Regions from separate parts of the Hordeum vulgare genome. Here all the other regions are linked to region 2. A link is a contact called in public Hi-C data. All regions are on one chromosome and are shown on one strand. The core of a region is the stretch at or near the end of the contact, and the rest is flanking DNA. Distances in the headings are between cores, read along the strand shown.

Region 1 (2,700 bases), core at 166-2,665, 630 kb after region 2:
CGAGCCTTGGTGACGCGATCTTCTTCGATCCTCATCTCCTTGAGTGCGTTCCACGCCTCTCTTGCCGTCTCGAACTCCGCCAATGTCATCAACACGGAATCCGACACAGACTGGGCTATGGCGGCCATGGCACCTTCGTCGCACTCCTCGTCGACGTCGTCGTCCGTGATGGCTTCCCACACTCGACGGGATCGAAGAATAATCTTCATCTTCACCGCCCACATGCCGTAGTTGGCGTCGGTGAGCATCGGGTACTGGATGGGGATGTTGCGATGCGCCTGGACGTTGGCGCCGCTCGTTCCTCCACCACTGGTTGCTGACTTGACGCCCTTCTTCACCTTGTCGTCGTTCTTGTTCGCCTTGGCACCGCCGCTGCCGGACTTGACCGACTCAGCGTCGCTGTCCGTCATCGTAGATCGTAGATCGTCGAGGCTCTAGATACCAATTGTTGGCTTTTGATCGTTAGATTAGATCAAATGTATCGTGTATGTGCTAAGCTTGCTAGCACACAGCCAGGCAGCTGGATGGATTGGGTAGCTAGTGTTGACGTGCGTCCTTTGCTTCGGCTGGCTACGATCGGATCGAATCGATCTCGACGGAACAGCCCTGCCTTCGACGTAAATTAGCTAACTAGAAACTGATCGATGGATTTTGTTTTGATAGCTAGAGGGGCGTGTCGCTCCTCGCTTTTCTTTTTCTCTTTTGATCTGATACAAAAACTATACAGGGGTATACGTATATATATTGTTAAACTAGGTCTACTGCAAACCGACTCGGCTTGCAATACTACTACTAATCCTACTCGGTTTGCAATATTAACCAAATTAGAACACACGTGTACGTTTAGACTACAACTAGGTTAATTACTACCGTTACGCCCTCACTTGTCTCTGTATTTTCTTTTAAATTTTTAAAATGTATAAATATATATTTTTATGAAATATGATTTTAAATCTAAAGGCCTCTATGAAGACCGAGCTTCAAATGCAATTTCCGTTGTTCAAGAAGCAACTTTGTTCCGAGATGAAGCGAGTAAATTAAGTGATCCGTGTGTACGCAGAAAAGCTGCCGACACAATAAGAAAAGAGACATGGCAGCGAAAGTAGGAACAGAATTTGCAAACGCCCATGAACACACACGTGCCACATACACTGGCCCCTAGATGAGATAGGCAACGGTAATGGCTTTATATATGGTACAAAGGCGTTGTATGTGGGATCGTGGGTAGATCGATGTAGATCACTGTTCCGATGGAGAACTAATTCTATATCCACGATGACAATATCTAGCTTAGTTAATTTAACACACGCATTCACGAACGAAGCGAGCATATCTTCCTGCGTAAGTTAGCCAAACCAGCACGTACACCTGAACCTTCCCCTCTCTCTGTATATATATAGTTGTCCGTCGCCCAGGAGTTCGAAGCATTTTGTGAAAAGGTCGCGTGTCACGTAGCTAAGCCAAACCACGCTAGGCATTTGTTGTGTGGGCCAGAGTCGGTGAGTTGATGTGCTGCGGCGCCGAGGTGGCGGACCCTGGAGAGCACCGGCGGCGGCTCGCCGCTGGCGACGACGACGGAGGAGACGGACGGGAGGAGCACGCACTGTCCCCGCCGACGGCTAATACGACGACGATGTGGCGGCGCAGGCAGGCGCAGGAGATGTCGGCCATGGTGTCAGCGCTAGCTCAGGTCGTGGCCGGCGGCCGCGGCGGCGGCAACGAGGGTGGTATGGCGATGGCGTCTTCGGCCAAGAGACCCGCCGAGCATGAGGCCTTCACGGAGGAGGCGTGGTGGTCGACGTCGTACGGAGACGGAGACGGAGACGGCGGAGCGCGGTCGGCCTCTTCCTTCCTTGCCGGTACGTAGTACGCTTGACAACGACCATGCATCTCCATGCATAAGCACCGTGCAACACGCATAAAACGACACGTAATAATATGGTATTATTATTGGCCCTGAACAAATTAACGATGGAACGACTAGATCATTTTTCTACGTATTTGGGAGCTCAGCTCAGCTCAGCGACCCCATGTTATGCGTACTCCGTACAACGTAGATCATTTTTGTATTTGGAAACTCGAGGGAGAGAGAATCAAATTAAGATTTGTAAACTAGTGCTATCATGGATGATTGTGTAGATGTGCGTACGAGCATGCGTGCAGCGTCAGACACGTGTTCCTCGCCACCTACAACAGGGCAGAAGGAAGAAGAAGCAATAAGCATGTTGGTCTTCTTCTTCTTCCATGTGCTCGATATGTCCAATTAACAAGGGTTTGAAATCTTAGGAGCCGCCAAAAGTATGAAAGGAAATCCGCATTATCGTTTTCCCACTGTTCCATTCATACTAGTACATTGCCAAACCTAGGCTGATTCGTGTTAAAAAAAAAAACTTACTGTACGCTGATTCATTTCGTCAAACAAAAAAAAAATAGTTTCACATCTTGCAGTAAAACAGAGCAAGTGGGCAGGAAAGCAGAGCAACATACTGTAGAAAAATACAGTGGGAGGAGTCGTTGTTTTGTTTGATGCAAATACAGTCATTTCTTAGTGAATTGTCATGACATCGTTTCCCTTAATTATCTCCTGTGTTTATTTGAGTCCACAGCAACGCCCGCGGCATCCTACTCGGCGTACGGAGCGGCAGCCGGCGACGAGGAGCTTCCATCGCCGTCCTCCGCCGAGTCCGGTGGCGGAGGGGG
Region 2 (2,762 bases), core at 102-2,601:
TAGAGCGCCATGGCCAACCTAGGCCAGCTCACAAAACATGTCCTCCCCTTGCACAAACAACGCCGTGACGGCCTTGATATGATGGGGGACGAGAGGCTTGTCAAATAGCTTGAAATACTCAGCCAGTGCCTGCTCTAAAACTCGCTCTTCCAGCTGAATGACCCCCATTTTGCGTAGTAGCACAGTCTGCGCATGCTCCACCATCCCCAAACGCGTCCCAGAGCCGATCTTGCACAGGCGTTCGCTGCGCCTAGGAGTAAACACGGGCGGCAGTTGACGCTTCTTCCTCGTCGACACTGACTTAACTGACCTTGGACCCAGGATGGAGACAGGAGCTGGCAACTCCAAGCCCCCGAGGAGCGTGTCCGTAGCCTAGAGGGGGCGTTGCGGACCGACGGGAGGAAGCAACTGATGCGGAAGGAGCAGCGAGGCGATGAGAGTGTGCGGGGAGACCGTGTCGGGCTCACGGCCGCCGCCGATCCCGGCTCGATCACGAGGGGTGCCGTACTGGTCCGCTCAGCACACGACGTCACGGGGGTCCGCTCCCGTCCGGAAGGAACAGGAGGGAGCACGTCCCCCACATACGACCGTCGTGGGAGCGATGACGAGCCGAGAACCATGGCGTTTCTGTATTGATGGCAAAGCCAGTCATCAATCAAGCACACATGCAACTTGATTGATTTGATGCCTAGCAACTCATGCACGTGTAGGATCAATTCAATCACATTGTGTCCTCAAGATCCAATCTTGATGTCGTTGAGATCCCATAAAGAACAGCCATAAGCAGGGGCCCATCATCGACGCCAGTGTCCTTCGACGACCGCGGTAGGGAAAGACGGAAGGAGAGGGGTTAGGCGGGGGGAACGACGACGCAACGAGTGTCGCCTAAGAAAAGCGACGCGACAGTTGTATTATTTAAAAGATAAAATGTTTCAAATAAACTTTATTAAGGTTGTGACAAGTGATGCGTCACTTATCACAACATGAGAAAGCAGGATTTTTCTTTTTAGAAAAAAAGCTTTCATAGCGTTTCTATATTAAGCTCGGTATAATGGATAGCCAAAAAAGATGAAGAATCCCTAGACAACTGTCTTAAAATCAATTACAAAATTAGCTAAGCTATCAGCAGCAGCGCTATTCGTTTTCTTGAACAATGATGAAAGTGGGAATAATTTTCAATTTATATCTCAATTAGTGATTTCGTATTTCTTCACGACATAACCAATATACCATCATTAATCAAGGTGAAAATGGCTGAACTGGGCCAGCCCAGCCCAGTTCAAGAAAGTTTCGTGTCCGTTGGATAGGTCCAAGGCCCACTTCTTTTAGAGCTGGGCCCAAATCTCGAAGCGCAAACGCGCACACGTCGTCTAAGAGCTCTGTCGGATAGAGCCCCGACCCTACCCTGCCGGCGGCGAGGAGCAAGGATGACGGCGCCGAGGAGGTGGAGGTTCGCGATGGTCTGCTCGTCGAACATGAACCGAAGCATGGAGGCGCACGCGGTGCTGGGCCGCGCGGCGCTAGACGTCGAGTCCTACGGCACCGGCTCCCAGGTGAAGCTCCCAGGCCCGTCGATGCACGAGCCCAACGTCTACGACTTCGGCACCCCTTACGGAGGCATCTACGACGACCTCCGCCGCAAGGACCCCGACCTGTCCGTACTATTCTAATCTCTCCCCTCTTCCTTGTTTTGGTGATCTTGTGCTCGGAGAGGCTGCTCTTGGGTTTTATTTGGAAGAAACGGGAGGCTGTTACGACCTGGCCGTTCGAAGTTTTTGGATATGGTTTATAAGAAAATTTATGATGATTTGGAGGAAACGTAGATAAATCGTGCAATTTTTGTGCGATATCTGGGGTTCCTTCCTAGTTCCTACCCATTGTATCCCCTTTTCTCACTATTAGATTTAGCTCCCCCGATTTTGTTTGAAGCGCCTGTCGATTCTTGTGCAGCTCTGATTGAGAGGCATGTAATCGTTAATGATTCGAGGGGGGATGCCGTAGTTCGCTTTCTGTGTGTTTACCTTTTTTTTTTAGAATCAGTGCATTGCATTAAACAGTGAGCGAAGCCAAATCGCTCGCCACTAAACCGGATACATACGGATCGAGTCCGTTAATTACACTAGCAGGCTCTCCAGCTATCAGTACACCTCGTGCAGCAAGAGCATCAGCAACCTGATTGCAAATTCTAGGACAAGATCTTGCAGCGGTGGCTGGGCTTCAGATAGCGTCTGAGATGGGAATGGGACGAGTGTATCTGGAGACGGATGCTCTTTTGCTGAAGGAGGCCTTGGATGAAGACGGGACTGACCTTTCTTGTATTGGCATGGTGGTTGATCAGCTGAAGGAATTCATTCGCTGTAATTTTATTGAGTGTAGGTCTGTTTTTTGTTCTGTGTGTTTACCTGGAACACTGAGATAACTGAACTCCGGATATTTTTATCGAAATTACTTCGCGTACAATAGAATCACGTACGATGAGACGATGTGCGCTGACGGTGTTGCATCAATTAGCAATCAACGGTGGTTATCCTATGTCGTACAGGAATCGGATGATTTTAGTCGTACCTGTAGCAAGGCTCTATTTTTATCTGTGGATTCCCCTAGCACTTCGTCAATGCATTCTTGTGCTGAGTATGGATTTGCGGTGACGCATCCAGGTACAAGAGGAACGGCCTGCTGCCAATGCTGAAGAGGAACATCTCAGTGAAGCTGGCGCCGCAGAGGTGGCAGGATAACACCGGCGATGGGGTGTTTGATATGAT
Region 3 (2,700 bases), core at 48-2,547, 820 kb after region 2:
AGCTCCGGTGGCACTGCTCGGATTAGTGCCGACAGCGCCGCCATGTCCTCGCGATCCCCCGGCTCTCCCATGCCGGACATGGCCTCCCAGAGACCCTCTGCGCGCAGGTTGATTTTCATCACCTGCGCCCACTCGATGTAGTTGGTTGACGTCAGTGTGGGGTAGACGACGTAGGAGCTTGCGCCGGCATCGCGGATCACGCGCTCGTGGACGACGACCTCGTTGCCGCCCCTCCGAATCACGCTCCTTCTGCGCGGTGGCGTCGACGGCGTCCGTGACGGCGACCTCGTTGGCGACTTGCCCCCCCCCCCCCCTTCCCCCTTCTCCACTGCCTCTCCATCCTTGTTGCTGCGGGCCATGGCGCTCCAGGAACCGCGCGAACGCTAGCTCTGATGCCAATTGTCAGCCAGCGGCAGCAAGTTTCTTCTTCGTTATTTATGCTATTGATTACAGGGAAAACAGGGTAGTGATCCGAGCTTCACGGCATGCCATCCCACGCCCGCTCGCCACCTCCCACGATGCCGCCATGCTCGCATGAACTCGTGCCATCCCACGATGCACGCACGGCGGCCTGTCTAACTAACTTAGCAAACCAGCTAACTATCAGCTAACTAACCTAGCGAAAGCAACGGATCGGCCAGTGCACAAACAAGCTCGTGCAGCAGCCGTTTTATTTGCTCTAACTGAAAACTAAACTGACGACTAAACAGGCGCAGGTTTACAGAGACAACACTCCCCAATTGTGTAATGTGACGTATGCGCGGCTGGTAACAGCAACAACAATAGACTGCTAGTTTTCGTGGTGGGGGGCTCCGTGGAGGGAAGCGAAAGGGAGACAGGGAGAGAGCGAACCGAATCGGCAGCGGCGGCGGCGCCATCGAAGTTGGGGATGCGGTGGTGGACGGGGCGGGGGTTGCGCGCGACGCCCTCGGCCTCCAGCACGTCCCACACCCGCTTTCGTATCTTCCACTTCCACGCCCTCGGGTCCGCCACCGCCTGCGCCCCCGCGGCGGTGGTCGCCATCGAGGCCCGCGCGTCGGCGTCCAGGCGGAGCCGCTCGGCCTCGAAGGCGGACTCGTCCAAGGACGACGACGACGACGACGAGCTCCTGGACGCCACAGCGACCCTGGCGCGGCGGGAGGACGACGCAGCGACAGCGGCAGCGGCGGAGTGTAGCGATAACGACGGCGAGGCCGGGAGGAGTAGGGGAGGCATGGCTTCCGCTACCACCACTCGCGTGTGTGCTTGTGGATGGTTAGCACGTGCACACGTGCACTTGGGACTCTCGTTGTGCTGCTGGCATGCGCGCCCATACCGCTCTCGCAGCGAAACAGATGAACGAGCCGTGGGCCATCTCCACTAACTACATCGAGCCTACGAGGGCATCTTCAACGGCAACAGTCCTAATGTAATGCTTGTAATTACTTGTATTAGTGTTGTCTCAAAAAAAAATTGTTGTATTAGTGAGGATCATGCATCGTGTTGAATTCTAGTAGAAAATTGAACTGAGGAATCTTTAGAAGCCTCGACAAAATGTAAAAAGGACAAAGAGCCCCCAAAAAACTGCATTCAACGTTTCCAGAATGCCTTTCAAATAATTCTGAGAATTTTAACAAAAACTATTTATCGAACCAAAATTTAAAACAATTAAAATATATATTTTATGCAGTTGAATTTAAATCATATTGTATCCTGCATTCGTTTGTGGACACTGCCATAGTACTAATATAATGCTTGTAATTAGTTGTATTCGTGAGGATCAAGCATCATGTTGAATTCTACAAAATTGAATTGAGGAATCTTTAGAGGCCTCAATTTTTTAAAAAAAGAAGGGCAAAGAGCCCCAAAAAACTGCATTCAACGTTTACAAAGTGCCTTTCAAATGGTTCTGAGAATTTTGGCAAGAACTATATATCAAACCAAAAATTTAAAAATATTTTTAAAAATATATTTTAGCAGTTGAATTCAAATCATATTGTATCCAGCATTCGTTTGTGGACAATCCCACAGTCCTAACATAATGCTTGTAATTAGTTGTATTTGTGAGGATCCTGCATCATGTTGACTTCTACAAAATTGAATTCATGAATCTTTAGAGGCCTCAATTTTTTTTAAAAGAAGGGCAAAGAGCCCCATAAAACTGCATTCAACGTTTCCAAAGTGCCTTTCAAATGGTTTTGAGAATTTTGGCAAGAACTATATATCAAACGAATATTTAAGAATATTTTTAAAAATATATTTTAGGCAGTTGAATTTAAATCATATTGTATTTGAATTGGCTTTATTTCTATTATAAAAGAAATACATTTTCAATAACTCTGAAACTTAGTGTGTAGCTTTGATTATATCCATCTAACATGCATATAAATTCTTAGAATTTTAGAAACTGATTTGGTGTTTCAATCTGATCAAAAACAATTGCAGAAAATAGAAAAAGAAAAAGAAAAAGAAAAACAGAGAGAGAAAAGGACTCACCCGGCCAAGGTGGCGGCCCAGCCCCCCAGCGCCTCCCATGTCGTCTTCCTCCATGGGGCAGTAGGACTGGGCGCATGGTCGTCGCGCTTGAGCACGCGCACCACCTCTTGTTTGCTTGTGTCCTACCCATTGCCTCTAAGCACGCCACCTACTCACGTGTCCTCTCTCTCTCTCTCACCCGCAGCTCTCCCCTCCACGTTGCTCTCTCTCCCATAGCCGCCCGAA

What was found. A called contact is a pair of places that touch in the nucleus more often than the background predicts.
Region 1: a Hi-C map of leaf shows a contact between it and region 2, with 3 times the contacts expected there. The contact joins the promoter of LOC123396914 here to the promoter of LOC123396352 in region 2. A contact is called at or near these places in 4 of 6 Hi-C or Micro-C datasets (leaf and seedling) and 1 of 1 datasets of contacts at active chromatin or transcription factors (embryo).
Region 3: a contact with region 2 is called in a Hi-C map of leaf, with 3 times the contacts expected there. The contact joins the promoter of LOC123395778 here to the promoter of LOC123396352 in region 2. A contact is called at or near these places in 5 of 6 Hi-C or Micro-C datasets (leaf, seedling and an unstated tissue) and 1 of 1 datasets of contacts at active chromatin or transcription factors (embryo).

Annotation. Positions count from the first base shown.
Region 1 is chr5H:236,121,656-236,124,355 of MorexV3_pseudomolecules_assembly, forward strand. LOC123396914 (ethylene-responsive transcription factor ERF110-like) reads left to right here and starts at 1,416. Exons shown (of 2, transcript XM_045091680.1): 1 at 1,416-1,859; 2 at 2,607-2,700. The coding sequence starts at 1,508.
Region 2 is chr5H:235,491,682-235,494,443 of MorexV3_pseudomolecules_assembly, forward strand. It overlaps LOC123396352 (RNA polymerase II subunit A C-terminal domain phosphatase SSU72), which reads left to right and starts at 1,352. Exons shown (of 4, transcript XM_045091304.1): 1 at 1,352-1,654; 2 at 2,658-2,762. The coding sequence starts at 1,428.
Region 3 is chr5H:236,310,551-236,313,250 of MorexV3_pseudomolecules_assembly, forward strand. It overlaps LOC123395778 (5-formyltetrahydrofolate cyclo-ligase-like protein COG0212), which reads right to left and starts at 1,298. Exons shown (of 7, transcript XM_045090808.1): 1 at 853-1,298. The coding sequence starts at 1,215.